Regions from separate parts of the Sus scrofa genome. Here region 2 is linked to region 1. A link is a contact called in public HiChIP or PLAC-seq data. All regions are on one chromosome and are shown on one strand. Each heading gives the region's core, a stretch centred on a gene start, on an enhancer-like site or on the middle of the called end of the contact. The rest is flanking DNA. Distances are from core to core; before and after follow the strand shown.

Evidence for each region. HiChIP or PLAC-seq counts read pairs in DNA pulled down with a chosen protein or histone mark.
Region 2: an H3K27ac HiChIP or PLAC-seq map of alveolar macrophages shows a contact between it and region 1. The contact joins the promoter of DCAF4 here to the promoter of RBM25 in region 1. A contact is called at or near these places in 1 of 5 promoter capture datasets (liver), 5 of 47 Hi-C or Micro-C datasets (embryonic fibroblasts, heart right ventricle, liver and 1 more) and 1 of 2 datasets of contacts at active chromatin or transcription factors (alveolar macrophages).

What each region holds. Positions count from the first base shown.
Region 1 is chr7:96,404,927-96,408,257 of Sscrofa11.1, forward strand. RBM25 (RNA binding motif protein 25) reads left to right here and starts at 1,736. Exons shown (of 13, transcript NM_001243829.1): 1 at 1,736-1,912.
Region 2 is chr7:96,286,925-96,290,255 of Sscrofa11.1, forward strand. It overlaps DCAF4 (DDB1- and CUL4-associated factor 4), which reads left to right and starts at 1,836. Exons shown (of 14, transcript XM_001928868.4): 1 at 1,836-1,987.

The sequences.
Region 1 (3,331 bases), core at 486-2,985:
CCACTGCGCCATGATGTGAACTCCAGGGCAAACTTCTTATTTGTAAAATGTAGCTGGCATTTGACTAGCACTACTAAAAAAATATCTTCTCTCTCTCTTTTTTTGGCCACAGTGTGCAGTGGCTTGATGTAGGATCTTGGTTCCCAGACCAGAGATTGAACTGGGGCTGCTGCAGTGAAAGTGCTGAATCCTAAACACTTGACCACCAGAGAATACCCTGAAAAAGGTATTTTCACGGGCCTTAGTTAATTTGATCCTTGCAATAGCTCAGAGGAGTAATTATTGGTCTGTCTTAATGGTAATAAACCCAGCAAGCAGAAATGCAGGACGTTATTTTACAAACGGTGGTACTGTTACAGCCTTTCCTATTAGTCTCCCATTGCTTTTTTTTTTTTTTTTTTGTCTTTTGTCTTTTTAGGGCCACACCCGCAGTATATGGAGGTTCCCAGGCTAGGGGTCTAATCAGAGCTATAGCCGCCGGCCTACGCCACAGCCACGCCAGATCTGAGCCGCATCTGCGACCCACACCACAGCTCACAGCAATGCTGGATCTTTAACCCACTGCGTGAAGCCAGGGATTCAACCCACAACCTCATGGTTCCTAGTTGGATTCGTTTCTGCTGCACCATGACGGGTACTCCCTCCCATTGCATTTTATGTTCTGTTGATACCGGTGTATATTCGTTTCTTTCAATCAGCTATATATTTATTGCTATGTATCAGGCGTTGTTCTTGGAACCGGGGAAACTCAGGAGTGAACAAAACAGACAATACTGGCACTCCTTAAGTTTACATTTTAGTGGCATATGGGCAGACAAACCATAAGAAAATGATAGAGTAGATGGTTGTAAGTGTTATAGAGTAAAATTAAACAGGAAACGCAGGTGGGGAGTGTGTAGGTAGGATCAATTTTATAGGCAGTAGTCAGAGTCTGTCACCTCTTCTGCTTTGTTTGCAGCTCTTCCAAACAACAACAACATCACTCCTATTTACCTCCATATTTCCAGCACCAGGCACTTAAGGGAGACAATGACTGCATACTGAATAAATTATAATCCTTCTGAGAAGTAAGCAGTTAGGAAACAAAGGCCTGTAAATAGATACTAACCATACAGTCCATCAACTGAAGAACCTAATCTTTTGTGATTAGTTCATTTCCATTAGTTTAATAATCTTTTTAGCACGTTTACATTACAGAATGAAAGCTGTATTAAATTTAAAGGCCGTTTCAGGAATTTCAAGCAATGTTTTTTGGCTCGTTTAGGGCGCGAAAGCTGTGTATTGGAGGTGTGTGTGTTTCCATTTTTTGAAAAAAAATCACCCCTTGCCCTATCTCTTGGTATCAAGAGTAGCTGTTTTCTAAGGAAACATTAACACTTGGGGTTTCTACGGAGGTGCTGGGTTATCAGTCCATCGAACTTCAGTGAGCCACAAAACAAGGTTCTAACCTCGAAACACAAACTACAAAAATCGAGAAATCCTCTAACAGTCCTCGGGCAGGGTCCAGCCGGAACCTTGACCTCAAGATGGCGTCGCCTAATCATAAGATTCAATCAGCTCCAATCAAAAATGGCAGGGTGGGTCTTAATTTACAGTTTAAGCCTTTCTAGCCCTCACTAGGCGCGCCTTCTCTTTGGTTGTTCGCCGCTGATTCAGAGCCTACAGTGAAGACTATCTAGAACGCTCCTCTCTATGATCTTCCTCTCCACTCCCTCAGCCGCAGTGCACGCCGGGCAATAGGAAGACCTCCAGAAGCTCCCCGCGCTGCGCGGCTGTGTTTGCGGCCTGTGCGAGTAGGAGTCTCGGAACCAATCTCCCGGCGAGCGGTGCGCAGAAACCTCGAACCGGTGGAGCCCACTCGTAACCTGGGGCCCACAAGGCCGCGAAGACAGTACCGTTTTCTCAGCGGCGGGTGAGTTCACGCCTCTCAACGCGTGTGGAAACCGGGAGACGGGGTAGTTTGGCTGGCGGAGAAGGGAAAGCCGCCGGGGAGGCTGCGAAAAGGCCGGGTGGGATGGGGATTGGGGGGGGGGTTGGGTGGGGGAGGGGACGGGCACGAGGCTTAGGTTTCTCCACTTCTCTAAGGCCTCGAAAACCAGTGGGCCCAGCTGTAGCCTGGGGACGCCGGACCTATTGCCAGAGCCTTCCTCCTTGCATTGCTCCTCACTTTCCTTTTCACGGCCCGCCACAGAGTGGCCTCGGCCCATTCTGGGCTCCACGTTTACCACAAAACGATCGGTCGGCCCCTGGGGAGCTCGTCTCTTTGGTCCCTTTCTAACCCGAGCCTGCGGAAGCCCTACGGTAGATATTCTGGGCCTGGGATAGGTTTGCACCGGGCTCTGCCTAGAAGCCGGCCAGCACCCACCCTTTTCAGCGAGGAGCTGGTCACCAACTGATTTCTTTCCCTTCCCCTTTGGTCATCTAAAGCCCGCCACCGAGTGAACTGCTCCCCCTCTCCCCGCCCAGAATTTAGCTACTGCTCACCTTTTCTAGCACTCCCTTGGTTGGTTTGCCTGTCTAAGATTGTGATGAGTGTTGTGGTCCTGCCCCCTTCCTCCACTGGAGGTTCCCGTAAACTGTATCCCCATTGATTCTCAGGGATGACCAAGCTCCACATTAAAATACGTTACTTAGTTCTCGTCCTTCTTTGCTCTTCAGTACTACTTTTTAAATGCGTTTTTTCGAAATAGTTATAGGAGTGTGAAGATTATTTCGAAGTTATGTAGTATGGATTTATATAGCCATGGAAGAGCCATTTTAATATTGGACAGAGTGGAGCAGATCCAAAGGGGGGAGGAGATTGGACTTCTCTTGCACCAGACTGCTCTAGTTTGAAGTACTGTGAATTTGGGTAGTTGGCAGTAGTTTATAAACAATTTTTATATTGTTTTGAGAGCTTTAATTTCTAAAAATATTCAAAGGCCTACAAAGACATTCAGTTGGTCATCAGTTCCTCACGATTAAGTTAGATACTGTGCCATTCTACTTAATTTAACTTAAAGCCTTGGTTTTCTTCACCTGTAAAATGAAGATTATTAACTATTATCCACCTCATAGATTATTGGGATTGGGAATTAATTGAGAAAACCGTATGTAAAGTCCTTAGTGCAGTGCCCAACTAACCTAGTAAGTGTTTAATCCCTATTGACTGTTACTTGTTATTTGAGGATTTTCAAAAGTGACATAGGAGGCTGACCCTGACTCTAACATTTTCCAGTGTACTCTGGATAGACTTTTATAAATAAAGTCAAAGTTAATTGTTGGTATGTTACTACTAGAAAGAGGCATTGTGATAAGCGAAAGAGCCTTTGGATTGGTAATTTCAGGATAG
Region 2 (3,331 bases), core at 586-3,085, 120 kb before region 1:
ACAACAACCCTTCAATGGGTATTATTATCCTCATTTTACCTAAGAGGAAACTGAGGTGCAAAGAGGCCAAAAATACTTGCCCTAGGCCCAGCTTCCTTTGTGCATTGATTTGCAAATATTCTTAAATCTTTTTTCTTGGTGTGCCTCCTACGGGCCCCAAGGCATATCCTGTGCCTACACCCCAGTTCCCCCAGTGAATATTCAAGAAAGTGTGCAGGTAGGCGGTTTGCCACTCATTCATTCAGCACCACCAAGCCAACTCCTTCTGACTTCCTCTAGCTCTTCAGCAAGGAATCCCAACTGACTCCTCCCACAGAGTTCCTCAGGTCTCCCAGATGGTCCCCAGCTCTGAAAAAAGTCTGGCCCCTCTTTTCCATTCCAGCTGCCACCACTCTGGTTCAGCCCTATCTTTCACAGGGACTGAGGCTGCAATATGCTTCTAAGAAGGCTCAGCTGACTTCCCCAATCTTTCCAGAGTCTTCTCCAGAGCTGCCCAGGTGATTGCCACAAAGCAAAGCTCTAGTCTTATCACTCCCCAACTCTCAAACCTTCAGAGGCTCCCCTCTGCGAGCTCCTTACCCTTGACATTTGACCCAACTTTTCTGCCTGTTTTGCTTCCAAGACTCCCCTCCGGTGCAGTCAAAACGAACGCCTCACTATTCCTTCAACAAGCGTCCAGTCAGCTTGTTTAGCTTAGAATTTCTCTGCTTTCTCTTCCAGGCAGCTCAAGCTTCATGAAACTGTCCTTTATTCTGGCTGTCCTGGCTTCTCATCATCTCTTCCCATTCCACACCCTTTTTTATATAAAATTCTTGAGAGGCGACATTCTACCTTCCTTGTTATTGAATGAAATGCTTTCACACATGGGTACAACTGATAAACCCCACAACCTATTTTCTGATGGATCCCGCCACTCACAGGGGCCTGGGTTAACAGGGCACAAGGTGTGCCAGGCCGGCTCCTGGCGACAACCAAGCCTGGCCCATTTGAACGCAGCTTTCCTCACAAAACTGTCACTTCCCGTCAAATGCCCACCACAGGCTTCCATTTTCCTTTCGGATCTGACCGCTGTCAGCGATTCCGAGAACGAGCACACGCAGAGACCCTTCTGGAAATATTCGTCGTATGAACAAACTGCGCTAGAGAGAATATCACAACGTTTGATCGACTTTCCTTGTTTCAACAGAAGAAATCAAGGCCCAGAAAGGGAAAAGACTCGCCCTAGGTCACAGCAAGAAGGAAACAGAACTAGACCCAGAACCAAGATCTCCTGACTGAAATTCAGGGCACGCTCCTCTGCACCTTGAAGCCACGCAGATCAAGGGTCAGCAGCCTCAGCGACCAGAGGTCATGAACACACACGTCAACACCTGTTCCTTTTTCTCTCACTCACCTCAGAGCCTCCTTCGCCCTCTCCAAAATCCTTCCTCCTCCCTAAGTCTCAGGTTTATAGACAGTGGTCCAGAGCGGCAAGAGGACTTTCCTGAGCTGGATCAACCGGCTTGGACAGAGAAAATACCCGGTGCTGGGCGAGGTACCCACCGCTTCGGAAGAGGCAGCCTCAGAGCGCCCTAGGTTTGAACTCAAGGCTCCCGCGCCCGCGGGTCGGACCCGGCCCCAAAGCACGCCCGGCCCCGCCCCAAACGCGCGAGGTCCCGCCCCAAACGTGCATGGCCCCGCCCCAAAAGCGCCGAGCCCAGTCACGCCTGCCGCCGATTCTCAGCTTCCCAGCCAGGTCTGGGGCGGAGCCGAGGCCTCAATCCCCGCCCCCTCCCTGAGATCCATCCTATTGCCATAGACAGTCAGAAGACGTGTCCAATGAGAAGGAAGGGGCGGCCGCCAAGGCCCTATCCGCTGCGACAACATGAAAACCGACGCAACTAACTGGCGGACGCTACGCCTCGGTCTTTCCGGGTCCTTGCACGCTTAGTCCCCACTTCTGCTGATCCTGGGCCCGAGGGAGAGCCGGAAGGGACCCTCTGATCAAGTAAGTCTGAGCTGACTGGAGTGATCGTTGGCGTTGGTCCGGGGCCAGCTGCTGCTCCCGCGACAGAATTCGGGAGGGATAGGGCGTGGGGGGAAGGCCCGAGAAAGGGGCGGGGAGGAGCAGAGCACGTGGAACGCCGGCCTGACCGTGGCGTGGGTGGGGGGCTGGGCCGGCGAGCTCCCGCCGGGTGGGATTGGTGCGCGCGTGGAGCTCGCTTGCCTTGTGGGAGGGGAACTCTGAGTGTCGCCGCTGGAGTCTGACGTGAAGGAGCGTTTTTCTAAATCCTGAAGTCAACGTGCCACCCAACAACCTGTCAGTGGCTGGGCTGCGGGCGCTTGTTGGCGGTTTACCTGAAAGTTCAGGTTGAGAACTTTTTCAGGCAGGTCAGTATAGCAGCGAACATGGGCGCCTGAGTGCTGGGCTCTGCTGACCGCTTTACAAGCACTAAGCTTTCTATACACCAGCTCTGTGAGGTGGGTGGAAGTACCTTAGACTAAAGAGCCCTAGAGAGGTTGTCACTTATCCGAGGTAACTCACGAACTAATGAGCGGTGGAGCCGCCGGATGAACCCAAGCTTCCCGATTTCACCTCCGCACCGAGCCGCGCTGGTGATCAAGTCTCCCCTTCCATTTTGGCGTTCGCGGTGTCTGGGAAGCCTCCAGTTGACCTCAGAAAACATGACACCCCCTTCCCCTGGACAGGCATGGGACCGTCCCTAGCCCTTTGTCCTGTGCATCAGACAGCAAGAAGGAAAAAAAATGGAGATGACAACTAATAGGAGGAATCAAAATTCCAAAGCCCCAAACTCTAGTTTTAAGTAGCTGGAAATTGTAGTTGAGGTGGTATGTGTGGGTGATGAAGCCCCGAGGCCAGACCAGCAGGGGTGGAATTCCTTTCCCATCAAATACTATGTCTTTCTGGGTCCGGTGCCTAGTCCTCCAATCCTCACTTGTAAGGTAGAGTTTAGAAGTATCAACTCAGGGTGGGCCTAGCAAGCCCCCTGTAAGGGGCCGTTTTATGTTGGGTTTTCCAAATCAGTGGCGTTGGCATTTTCCACGCTACAGTCCAGTAGTGTCTTAATTCATCTGCTGCTAGATATTTAGGATGTTTCTCACTTAGAAATATTACAGAACTGCTGTAGTAAAAATCGGTTTTGTTTTTGAGATATAATTCACATGTGCCAGGAGTTCCCATCGTGGCCCATCGTTAGCGAACCCGACTGGTATCCATGAGGATGCGGGTTTGATCCCTGGCCTCCATCAGTGGGTTGAGGATCCAGCATTGCCGTGAGCTGTAATGTAAGTCTTAGAGGCGGATTGGATCCTGCATTGCTGCGGCTGTGGT